Linked DNA regions of Sus scrofa: region 1 is linked to region 2. Evidence: chromatin contacts called from public Hi-C data. All regions are on one chromosome and are shown on one strand. Each heading gives the region's core, a stretch centred on a gene start, on an enhancer-like site or on the middle of the called end of the contact. The rest is flanking DNA. Distances are from core to core; before and after follow the strand shown. Region 1 holds the start of TERF1 (telomeric repeat-binding factor 1). Region 2 holds the start of TMEM70 (transmembrane protein 70, mitochondrial).

Region 1 (6,516 bases), core at 2,825-5,324, 870 kb before region 2:
CACCAGATCCTTAACCCACTGAGCAAGGGCAGGGACCGAACCCAAAACCTCATGGTTCCTAGTCAGATTCGTTAACCACTGAGCCACGACGGGAACTCCATGGTGTGTCTTCTTATTAAGTATACTAATCTTATTGGATTAATGACCTCCCAATAGGCCCTATCTCCAAGTACAGTCACATTGAGGTTATGGCTTCAACACATAAATTTTTGGAGGGAGGAACCACCCAGGGAGGGCCCACCCCCACCCCCACCCCCACCCAATACAGTCCATAGCAGAATCTTTCTACCATATTTCTGTCTGGTGGTCATCCAGCCAATACATCAATGATTCTAGAGGCAAGAAGTCAGTAAGCGGCAATACTTTATTGTCAAAAAGCTCTGACAATTAGAAAGCACATGTGATGTGAACTCATATTGGATCCCCAAAATTTCAGTCTTGGTTATCATGTTGTACTGTAAGGATCATCACAAATCAAATAAAACCTCTCCCCTCATAACATCCCTTTAATTAAAGATAACCGTAGTTATTATGGATCTCAGTCTACAAACTCAAGTTTGCAAGAAATACAATTTCCTTACTTTACTCACGGGATGACTTTAAAGTCAGCAAACTCAAAATTCTCTCTCTACACACTCCTTCCTTCGCCTTGAACTATTAGACTCCATATCTTTTAAAGTGGTTATTAAGGGAATGATATATTATAAAATTTTCTGCCAAAAAAAAAATCCCCCATCTCAGAATGTTTATTAGTTACACGTAAGTTTTACTGAAATGCCATGTGTTTGATTTATCTACTGTACCATTAAAATATATATGGCTAAAGTGTTACTGGGACTTTATGAATTAGTTATAAGTTTTATTGTAGCTATTTTATATTTAATCACTGTTGAGTTTTCTTTTCATAGCAATGTTAAACTATTATTTCAGGAGTTGAATCCAACTAGGAACCACGAGGTTGCGGGTTTGATCCCTGGCCTTGCTCAGTGGTTTAAGGAACCTCCATATGCCGTGGGTGTGGCCCTAAAAAAGACAAACAAAAAAAGCTATTATTTCAGAGGTATAAATCTACCATCCATCCTGATGGGCAGGTTTAAAAAAATTATTGTTTTTTCTTTAATGAGAGACTTCCTCCTCCTCCAGCTGTTTTCTGGCCCATAATCCAATAAGACTGTATTATTGACTGTCTGTTGGGATAGGACTTTAAAATTATTATTATTATTATTATTATTATTATTTTGACCTCAAACACAATAGATGGTAGTTCCCAGGCCAGAGATCACACCTGCGACACAGCAGTGACCTGAGCTGCTGCAATGACAATACTGTATCCTTAATCCACTGCATCAACAAGAGAACTCCTTAAAATAACGTTTTTATCCACTCTAGTAGGACAGTGCTTCTTAACTTTTCTTCAGTGAACTACCAGTAAGGAAAGAGGCCAGAGAATACAGTATATAGCTGGAAGTAGCCCCAAACTAAAATTTTGTTGACAATTATGGTTAAATCCTAACCAGAAGTATACACTTTTCATTCCACTTCATTACATATTATTACTTGATAGATAAAAATGTTTCATTTCCCTGAATCTTTCAGTAAATGATTCCACAGGAAAATTCCCTAGGTTTAGTTTGTGGCTCTGAATAAATTGGTTGACATATTTAAGAATAACCATTAACTCCCTGCTGGGAAGAAGCAAAGGAGGATTGGAGGAAAGAAAGAAGGCCCCATCTGAGAGACCTGCGTGACAAAAAAGTTCCAGTTTGGAAACCTGGGGTTTGTTTGCTAAATTCACAATGAACTGCAACTCTTAATCCCTTAGACCTATTCCTCTGTATTGTTTGTAAACAGGATTTATTGCCATAGGACCATTAGAAGCTGAAGGAACAATTCCTTCTACGGTGTTATTACCATACACAGTATACAGAAGAGAACATGAAGGCATGATTCACCCAAGGTCACACAGCTAGTGGGTTAACCGTAGTGGATGGATATTCCAATCTAGGCATTCTTTTTTTGTTTGTTTTTTGTTTTTTAGGGCCCAACCAGCAGCATACAGAAGTTTCGAGGCTAGGCTAGGGGTCGAATCAGAGCTACAGCTGCCCGGCCTACACCACAGCCACTGCAACTTGGAATCTGAGCCGAGTCTGTGACCTAAACCACAGCTCACAGCAATGCCAGATCTCCAACCCACTGATGGAGGCCAGGGGATGGAACACGCATTATCATGGATATTAGTTGGATTTGTTTCCTCTGAGTCACAATGGGAACTCCCCAACCTAGGCATTCTTAAAAGACATAATATAGTGTTTTAATGATTCAACATTTAAACTATAGCTTTAAAGCAATAATAAATGTGTAGGAGTTCCCATCCTGGTGCAGTGGAACAAATCTGACTAGGAATCATGAGGTTGAGGGTATGATCCCTGGCTTCACTCAGTGGGTTAAGGATCCCGTGTTGTGGTGAGCTGTGGTGCAGGTCACAGAGGAGGCTCCGATCTGGCGTTGCTGTGGCTGTGGTGTAGGCCGGCAGCAACAGCTCCGATTAGACCCCTAGCCTGGGAACCTCCATTTGTGCAAGTTCGGCCCTAAAGGAAAATAATGATAATAATAATAAATGTGTAAAATTAAAACATAAAGGCTTTGATGATGTTGCACGTGCTATATAAACAGAAAGGTTTTTTGCTGTTTTTTGTTTTGTTTTGTTTTTTTGTTTGTCTTTTGTCTTTTTAGGGCCAAACCTGCGGCATATGCAGGTTCCCAGGCTAGGGGTTGAATCAGAGCTACAGCCTGTCTGCCTATGCCACAGCCAAAGCAACACCGGATCCAAGTCATGTCTGCAACCTACACCACGGTTTACCGCAACTCCAGATCTTTAACTCACTGAGCAAGACCACGGATGGTATCCGCATCCTCATGGATACTACTCTGGTTTATTAACCACTGAGCTATGACGGGAACTCCCAGAAAGGTTTTTAAAGTAAACTTTTTTCAATTAGAAGGCACACACTGAAAAGTGCATATATCACGTTCAATGAATTTTCATAAAGTGATTACACTGATGTAACTGTGACTCAATAGATAAATAGAACATAGCCAGATCCCTCCCCCAATCCTTTCTTGCGCTCAAAGGTTAAGTTTCAAAATTCAAAATAAGTGTTCACTTCTTGTGCCCGCTGAATTCTATAGTCTGTTTAGGGACCTGACTGACATCATTTCCATAATAAAACACTCTTTTTTTTTTTTTTTGCCTTTTCTGTCTTTTTAGGACGCCACCCGCGGCATATGGAGGTTCCCAGGCTAGGGGTTTAATCGGAGCTGTAGCCGCCGGCCTATGCCACAGCCACAGCAACTCGGGATCCCAGCCGCGTCTGTGACCTACACTGCAGCTCAAGGCAACGCGGGATCCTTAACCCACTGAGCGAGGCCAGGGATCGAACCTGCAACCTCACGGTTCCTAGTCGGATTCGTTTCCGCTGCGCCACGATGGGAACTCCAAAATACTCTTTCTAATTCTCAAAATTTGGTCCCCAGACTATCAGTCTCAGTACCACCTTCGAATATTCAGACCTATGGAACAGAAACTCTGGGGGAGAAGCCCCGCAATCTGTGAGGAATGATTCTGATGCCAGTTCAGGTTGGCGAAGCACAGCTCTAACTCTGTTGGAACAATGTGGGTTCATAATCACACAGTACCTGCTAAGTGAATACGGGGATAGAAAGTGTCACGCTTAAATAATCGTGACAAGTTTTAATCGCCTCTTTTTGAAGCACACTGTGCATAAAACCTTTTTCCATTTTAACCAACCGTGTTCTAGTCAATGCAGCATCGTACCATGAGGATAAAACTGCCCCACCGCTTCCAAACCTCTCGCCACACCCAATTTGAACTTGTTTGGTTTACCAACAAAGAGGCGGCCCTGAACTGCGGCGAATTCAAGGTCCAGCTGTGAGAGCAGCTCTAGGCCAATCAGAAGCCAGACTCAAGTCGCTGGTCCTTCCCCGCAGTGTGATTGGTGGGTTTTCGCGGGCGGAAGTGATCCTCCGCGGTCCCGCCCTTCGCCCTCCAGAGCGAGCCAATCGCCGGTCGGCGTCAGGAAGGTCTGAACGGCGCGAGCTGTTTAACATGGCGGAGGGCACCCCCTCAGCGGCTCCGAGCCCGCGGGGTCGTGCGGATGGCGAGGATGCAGAGCTCCCGGAGGAGCAGATGGCAGAAACGGCGAGAGAGGATCAGGAGCAGTTTGAGTGCCAGGAACTGCTCGAGTGCCAGGTGCAGTTGGGGGCTCCCCCGGAAGAGGAGGACGCTGGCCTAGTGGCTGAGGCCGAGGCTGTTGCTGCTGGCTGGATGCTGGATTTCCTCTGCCTGTCCCTTTGCCGGGCGTTCCGTGACGGCCGCTCCGGCGACTTCCACCGGACCCGCGACAGCGCAGAGGGTGAGTGCCGGGCGCACCCGAGCCGAGGCCTGGTTTGCAGTGCTGTGCCCCGGCAGGGCGGGCGATTGGGCTGCTACGGCGCCGCAGCGGGAGGCCCCTGGTTTGGATACAAACGTTGGCTCGAATCCCGCATCCGCCTCTTAACAGTTTCTCAAGTGTTGTTTTTCTCCTCGGTAAAGTAAGATCAAGACCCATTTAGAGTAGATAGAGCACTGAGTTAAAATGTACAAAATTTTAACTAACTCGGTGTCCTATTCCTTTTGTTTCCATTGGCGCTTGTGTTGCTTTCCTCGACTGAGGTACTCCTGTAATGGCATTTATTTAGCAAGTCACTGTGACCTTGGCATTAGTGTTTTCTATTACTTTATTTATTTATTTGTTTGTTTTTTAAGGCCGCACCCACAGCATATGGAACTTTCCAGGATAGGGGTCCAGTCAGAGCTGCAGCTCGCCTACGCCACAGCAACAAGGTATCCAAACCGTCGATCCTTAGCCCACTGAACGAGGCTAGGGGTCGAACCCGCGTTCTTATGGATCCTAGTCGGGTTCGCTACTACTTAGCCACTACCGGAATTCCAATGTTTTCTAATACTTTGTAAGCTTTTTAAACCTCATTTGGCTTGCTTGCCCACGGTAGGCTTCTGAATAAAAGTAATTGACGATTAAGTTCACCGCCTGGACAAGACAGCCTGTAAATGATGGACAAAGACATTGACCTGTAGGAAGGCTGGCTGACTTTTTGAATGATAATCGGAAGATGCTCTGGTATTTATCTGAGTCTGAACTCAACTTATTGCAGCTGAGTACACCCCCCAGGATAGTATTTAATAGGAAATTAAATATTTAAAAAACGGTATTGACAGAGTTTCTCTTCACAGTTATACCTTCAGTTAGGCAGGTAATCTCAGTTTATAGAGTTGAGCAACCTAAAAGTATGGATAAGTTAAAAGGGTTGTTCCAGGAGTTCCTGTCGTGACTCAGCAGTAAGGAACCTGACTAGTATTCATGAGGACGCCAGTTCGATCCCTGGCCTCGCTCAGTGGGGTTAAGGATCTGGCGTTGCTGTGAGCTGTGGTGTGGGTTGCAGATGTGGCTGGAATCCCGCGTTGCTGTGGCTCTGGCATAGGCCGGTGGCTATGGCTCTGATTAGACCCCTAGCCTGGGAACCTCCATATGCCACGGGAGCAGCCCTAGAAAAGGCAAAAAAAAAAAAAGAAAAAAGTATCAGACAAATTTCAGTAGAGAGGTACCCCAAAAATTTCAAGGTCATCAAAACCAAGGAAGATCTGAGAAACTAGTGCAGGCAAGAGATGCCTGAGAAAACATGAGGACTAAATGTTATGTGGTGTCCTGGTTGGGATCCTGCAGCTGGAAAAGCACCTTATGTAAAAACTAAGGAAATCTGAATAAAGCACGGACTTAGTTAATAATGTATTGTTACTACATTCTATAAATTTAAAACCATTCTTAAAGTTTACTTAAAACATAAAATGAAGATCTCTTTCAAGGTTCTAGCCCAAGACCCAAGGAATAATCTAGGCCACCTCCATTATTTTAAGATAAAGGACACTGAAATCCAAGAAAGAGTAGACAGTTTTTCAAGTTGCACTGCTAAATCAGTGACAAGTACGTAAATCATGAACACACTATTGTCTCTGATTTACATTTTTGACTGAAAAGGACTCCATTATCTCTTTTATAGAATTTCATTTACTACACTTTTTGCTTTTTTTTTCAGGGCTGCACCTGTGGCATATGGAGTTCCCAGGCTAGGGGTCGAATCGGAGCTGCAGCTGCCAGCCTACAACCACAGCCACAACAACTCGGGATCCAAGCCTTATCTATGACCTATACCACAGCTCACAGCAACACCTGATCCTTAACCCATTGAGTGAGGCCAGGGATCGAACCCGCAACCTCATGGTTCCTAGTCAGATTTGTTTCCGCTGCGCCACAACGGAAACTCCTCATTTACTACACTTTTCAAGATTATGAAAATATACAACCTAGAGCATGAGGCTCCGTAGTAAATTGTCTAAGTTTGATTCCTGGCTCTGCTGGTTTGTAGCAGCAGGACTTGAAG
Region 2 (6,374 bases), core at 2,457-4,956:
AGAGTTTGGTGGGGAGAAGAGGAGGCTGTGGGCTCATTTTCTTTTTTCTTTTTTTTTTTGTCTTTTGTCTTTTTTTAAGGCTGCACTCACTGCCTGTGGAGGTTCTCAGGCTAGGGTTCCAATCAGAGCTGCACCTGCCAGCCTATGCCACAGCCATAGCAACACCAGATCTGGGCCACGTCTGTGACCTACACCACAGCTCACGGCAACACCAAATCCTTAACCCACTGAGTGAAGCCACAACCTCATGGTTCCTAGTCGGATTCATTTCCACTGCACCACGAGGGGAACTCCTTTGGGCTCTTTTTCAATTATACCTTTACTCCTTTATTCAGAAGTGTTGTTTTCTCTCCTTATAACTTCCCCTTTTCTTCTCTGCATTATTGCCTTCTTAAAAGATCTCTATAGTAATTGCTTAATGATAGAATTTTCCAGGTGAGGATACTGAGGCTAGCTAATCCCAGATTTAGGGTTAGAATGTAGTCTAGATGATTTTTTTGCTATGACCAAAAATTTTGGCCATACCTGAGGCTATGGAAATTCCTGGGCCAAGGAATCCAAACTGCAGCTTCAACCACATCTTTAACCCACTGGGCCAGGCTAGTGCAGAGACAAGCCTGGATCCTTAACCTGCTAGCCACAGTGGGAACTCTTGTTAATTATAGTTGATTTACAATGTTGTGTTAGTTTCGGGTTGTATACCAGAGTGATTCAGCTATGTGTGTATATATATTCTTTTTCACATTCTTTTCCATTGTAGATTATTACAGGATTTCGAATATAGTTCCATGTGCAATAGAGTAGGTCGCTGTTGTTTACCTGTTTTTTATATAGTAGGGTATATGTGTTAATCCTAAACTCCTAATTTATCCCTCCTTTCCTCCTTCCCCTTTGGTAACCATAAGTTTCTTTTCTATGTCTGTGGGTCTGTTTCTGGAAGTGATACCCATTCTCAATTTTTCCACCAGTCTCCATTTTTTCTTTTTTTTGGCAGAAGTTTCTGGGCCAGGTTTCAAACCTGAGACACAGCAGTGACAACACAGGATCCTTAACCTGCTGAGCTACGAGGAAACTGTCATCAACCTCCATTTTTATTTTTATTTTATTTTATTTATTGTATTTTTTTATGGCCACACCCAAGGCATATGGAAGTCCCTGGGCCAGGGATTGAATCTGAGACACAGCTGTGAACTATGCCGCAGCTGTGGGAATGCCAGATCTTAAAAACCACTGCAGCGAGCAGGGGATCAAACCTGCACCTCCAAAGCAACTATGCAAGCCGTTGCAGTTGGATTTTAAACCCAGTGGGCCACAGCAGGAGCTCCCACCCTCCATTTTTATTTTCTTTTTCTTTTTCTTTTTAGGGCCCACCCTCTATTTTTCAAGGGAACCTGTCAGATGATGTGAATGGGGAATCAAGGAAGGCTTCTAACAACCTTAGTATCATTACAAAATACCATGCAATAGTTTCTATTCAATAAAGGTCTCTAAATTACTAGAATTAGGAAATTATTTAATAAGCATGAGTAACAATTCCATGTAATTCAATAGCACAGTTCTCAGAATATGATCTCATTTTAGCTATTTAGTAACCTTGACAGGTAGACCAAATGTTATTATTTTCATTTGCTTACAGTTTGTGTAGGAAGAAACTAAGCTTAATAGAAGATAAAAATTCAGGCTTTCAGAGTTCCTGTCATGGCGCAGTGGTTAGCAAATCCAACTAGGAACCATGAGGTTTTAGGTTCGATCCCTGGCCTTGCTCAGTGGGTTAAGGATCCGGCGTTGCCGTGAGCCGTGGCTCCCGATTAGACCCCTGCCTGGGAACCTCCATATGCCACGGGAGCGGCCCTAGAAAAGACCCCCCAAAAAAAAAATTGCTTTCATAGCATATTTTTGCGTATTCATACGAGGCCATTAGACTGAGATGGCTCTGATGCCTTCATAGTTTAGTGAGCAAATGAAACCTAAGCCAAAGTCAATTCTTTTTGTATTTTTTTTTCTTTCTTCTTTTTTTTTTTTTAGGGCTGCACCTGTGGCACATGGAGGTGCCCAGGCTAGGGGTTGAATTGGAGCTGTAGCTGCCAGCCTGTGCCACAGCCACAGCAATGTGGGATCTGAGCCGCATCCTTGACCTACACCACAGCTTATGGCAACGCCAGATCCTTAACCCACTGAGCAAGGCCAGGGGTCAAACCCGCATCCTCATGGATACTAGTCGGGTTCGTTAACCGCTGAGCTATAACAGAACTCTCAAAGTCAATTCTTACAAATGCCTCAAAGATAGGGACAACCAGTCACAAAGAGCCAACTAGATTTTCTCAAATAATGCAACAGTATAAGCTATAACTAGTCAAATAATTTCCTTGCGATTCATGTTCATCTTCTCTGCAAAAACCTTGCATCTGTCCATGGAGTACTCCTCATCACTTCCAGTTTGGTGTTGCCTGATTCAAATAAATTTTTGCTTAAATAAACTCAATTTTAACATAATTCAGTTTATTTATTTATTTTTTTGACATTTATTTATTTATTTCACAGGATCTGAGCAGGGTCTGAGCCTTGTCTGTGACCTACACCACAGCTCATGGCAACGCTGGATCCTTAACCCACTGAGCAAGGCCAGAGATCAAACCTGCATCCTCATGATTACTAGTAGGTTTTGCTACTGCTGAGCCACAACGGGAACTCCTGTTTATCTTTTTAAAACTAATTAAAAAAAAAACCCGTTTATATGAACAGACCAATTTCAATTCATATCCATACAGTAAAGGATAATTGATGTTGTTTGTAACATGAGTAACACTAAAACGAATTTTTAAAAAGTAAGAGGGTGATAACTTGAAAGAGAAGTTATCCATAAAGAAGTGGTGTAATTTTACCCTTCTGGATACTAAGAAAAAAACAGGATTTAGATTTGCAAAGTTGATATTATTTTGGACTATTTGTTTCTCTCCTATGCAAATAATATTTTGAGTCAAAAACTGTTCTTAAATAGTAATCAGTAATAGTAAACTGTATTTACAAGCTGGATGCTCATCTCTCAAGATTCAGCTGAACCTGAAGCCTTTGGACGTTGAGGCCAACTTAATCATTTTATCTTTTGGGCTTCTGCAGCATTTTGAATTGGTATATTTTAATTATATTACAGCATTATATTTTAGCTTATTTTTAGGTGTTTCCTTCACTATGTAAGCACTGTGTAATATTGGATTCCCAATATTATCCAGTGTCTTTGTATCCTCTGCTTCCAGTTTAATCCTGACAATAGGCGAGGGGTCCAATGCCTTTATAACAAATGACGAACGAATGTATATATGGATGAAAATGATTTCCGATGACAAATTTGACAAGTATCAACATTACATGAACGAGTTCCACTTATTTTCTACTAAACCATTGCTTGGATTAAATTACCATTGATTTTCGTTCAAATGAATGATATATTATTCCTCTGTGCCAATAGATTAGAATCACTTTCCGTAAAGGAAATAGTTTTTTTTAGAAAATGAGGCCCACGAAAAGGAAAGATTTAACCCTGGCTTCCAGGCTTTGTCTTTCGCGCGTGGCTCAGCCCTCAGTCCTTCCAGTTAAAAAGAGCGCCAGACTCTTACTAGGGAAGCGGCGCGCAGGCTGGGCGTTTGCTAATTCCTGCTGTGCGGGGGGCGGGTTCACTCGGAGAGGTAGTGCGAGAGACCGGGTGGCTGCAGGCGGGCCGCACATTCTGCGCATGCGCGGGCTGCTGCGCGGCTCGTCCAGGCCTTGGTCGTGTGAGGAACCGCGCACCGGGGTACCCGGTTGCCGCAGCAGTGTGGTCCGCAGTATCTTATCACTTACGGGATGCTGTTTCTGGCGTTGGGCGGCCCGTGGGCTGCCGGATTGCGCCTCGGCGGGAAGAGGACGGTGCCGTGGGCGGCCACCATGCTCCGAAGCCCCAGGGCGGCCGTCTCGCGGGCGGCCTCCTGCAGCCGCTCCTCGGGGCTGTGGGGAGCCGCGTCGCTTCTGCCGTGTCGGGTGCGAGCGCAGGTCGGCGGTCCGAGGGCTTGCGGACCAGAGTGGGAGTGGGGGTGGGGGTGGGGTGGGAGTAGCGTGGGAGTAGCATCGGACCTGGGGATCACAGCTCTCCCACAGCTTCTGCCGGGCCTGCGCCGTGGCTCCTGTCCGACAGTAGCAGGCTTGGGCCTCGGGCACAGGTGGTGGTCTCGGGGTTCACGACACCCCGAGTCTGCAGTGTTTGTTGGAGAGTGGTTATTTTTTGGGCTGTTAACATTCACTTTCTAGGTGGTTGCAAATACAATGGGTTTGTAGGACTGTTTCTTTCTAACCGTGAGCGTGGCAGACTGAACTGAAAAAATTTGGAGATTCTGACTTGGAGTTTGTTCTGTTTTTTTTGTTTTTGTTTTTCGTTTTTTTTTTAATTAGGTGGTTCCCTTTTTAAGGAATTTTTTTGCCACCTGGAAAAAAAGGAATGGAGACGATATCCTCATTTTAATCTGGGTAAATCGTCTCCTAATCCTGCCCTGTAAAACATTAGGGGATTAGCAAACATGATTGAAACATGGAGGAAAGGCCAACATAGGAATTGGAATCTAATTACATTTAAACGTAAAGGAATTAGGCATGGCTTTAACATTTGAAGAGTATATGTTGTGAAAGTCATTTTCAGAGGTTCAGGGAACTCTTTGTTCCCGTGAAATTTGATTTTCAAGTAAAATATTTCAAGTAAAGGATTTCAAGTAAAATACTTTCAAGAAACAAGGAATGGATACAAGGTCTTTGGGAAGAAGTCATTTAAAAAATATCTCTAGTATAAATAGAAGTATTAAAAATGAACTGGACTTTTTTTTTTTTTTTTTTTGCTTTTTTAGGGCCACACCCGCAGCATATGGAAGTTCCCGGGCTAGGAGTCTAAGCCACCGGCCTAGGCAAGAGCTACAGCAACATCAGATCGAAGCTGCATCTGTGACCTACACCACAGCTCACAGCAACGCCAGATCCTCAACCCACTGAGTGAGGCCAGGGATCGAACCCACAACCTCACAGTTCCTAGTCAGATTCATTCTACTGCATCATGACGGGAACTCCGATCTGGACTTTAAACAATCTAAATTTGCAGTGTTTGACTTAGGTAATTAAAATTATTTTTTTGAAAAAGCTAATGCATTTAAATCTTGTGACAGTAGAACAAGAGTGATGAGGAATAGAAGAAACTGTTCCGTTAACCTTATATTTGTTTAAGTTCACACTTTATCTAAAAAGCTTCTAGCTGAGATGCAAACCTAGGTCTTTACATTCTAGTGTCTACTTGTGAATGGAATTAAGGAAAGCAGTTATTACTCAGTTTGATTTCTTTAGGTCTGAATTAGTTGGAGAAATTCCTAAGTCACCTCATATGATAAGTTCTCTTTTACTCTTTATTATATTTAACAAAAATAAGCTTAAAAAATTAAAAGTTGGTCTAAAATACAATTTATTATGTACTTACATTATTGTGGTCTGTTTCAATAGATACCTGTTTGTTGGGAAAGATGTGTTCGATGTTTACACACACAGCTTGAAAACCCAGAAGATGGAAGGCTGATTTATACTGGGAATCTGGCCCGAACAGTGTTTGGTGGGTAATCACAAGTGAGGATATTCCCCACCTCCCCCTTAATTGTAAAAAAGGCTCTTAACGTAAGTTTTTAGCACCTTGTAACTGCAAGAAAAGTTATAATTTTTTTCTTGTGGCTTGTTGCTGAAAGATTTAGAGGTTGAGACTTTTGCACATTTAGGAGATTTCTAAAAGTTTTTTTTCTTTGTTCATTTGTTTTTGCTTTGTAGGGCCACACCCGCGGCACATGGAGATTCCCGAGCTAGGGTTAGACGGGAGCTGCAGTTGTCAGCCTACACCACAGCCACAGCAATGCCAGATCCAAGCCGAGTCTGTGACCTACGGCACAGCTCACCGCAGCGCTGGATCCTCAACCCACTGAGTGAGGCCAGGAATCAAACCTGCATCCTCATGGATACTAGTCTAATTGTTTCCACTGAGTCATGATAGAGCTCTCCAAAAGGTTTTGGAATGACTTTGTGATGCTATGGCTGGGCACTCCAGATTCCATTCTTTGGTCACCTCTTGGGATGTTTAACAAGACACTAGAACAAAAAGTGTATATTTATGTAACGTTTAAATATGCAGGAGTTCCTATCGTGGCGCAGTAGAAACTAATCTGACTAGTATCCATGAGGGTGCAAGTTTGATCCCTGGCCTCACTCAGTGGGTTGAGGATCTGGTGTAGCTGTAGGTCACAGATTCGGCTTGGCTCCTGTGTTGCTGTGGCTGTGGTATAGGCTGGCAGTTGTAGCTCTGATTCAACCCCTAGCTTGGGAAC

What was found. Hi-C and Micro-C count contacts between places; a contact is called where the count stands out from the background.
Region 1: a contact with region 2 is called in a Hi-C map of heart right ventricle, with 2.9 times the contacts expected there. The contact joins the promoter of TERF1 here to the promoter of TMEM70 in region 2. A contact is called at or near these places in 2 of 47 Hi-C or Micro-C datasets (heart right ventricle and liver).

The regions. Positions count from the first base shown.
Region 1 is chr4:62,829,017-62,835,532 of Sscrofa11.1, reverse strand. It overlaps TERF1 (telomeric repeat-binding factor 1), which reads left to right and starts at 4,074. Exons shown (of 10, transcript XM_005663028.3): 1 at 4,074-4,433. The coding sequence starts at 4,127.
Region 2 is chr4:61,963,373-61,969,746 of Sscrofa11.1, reverse strand. It overlaps TMEM70 (transmembrane protein 70, mitochondrial), which reads left to right and starts at 3,706. Exons shown (of 3, transcript XM_005663024.3): 1 at 3,706-4,014; 2 at 5,509-5,614. The coding sequence starts at 3,841.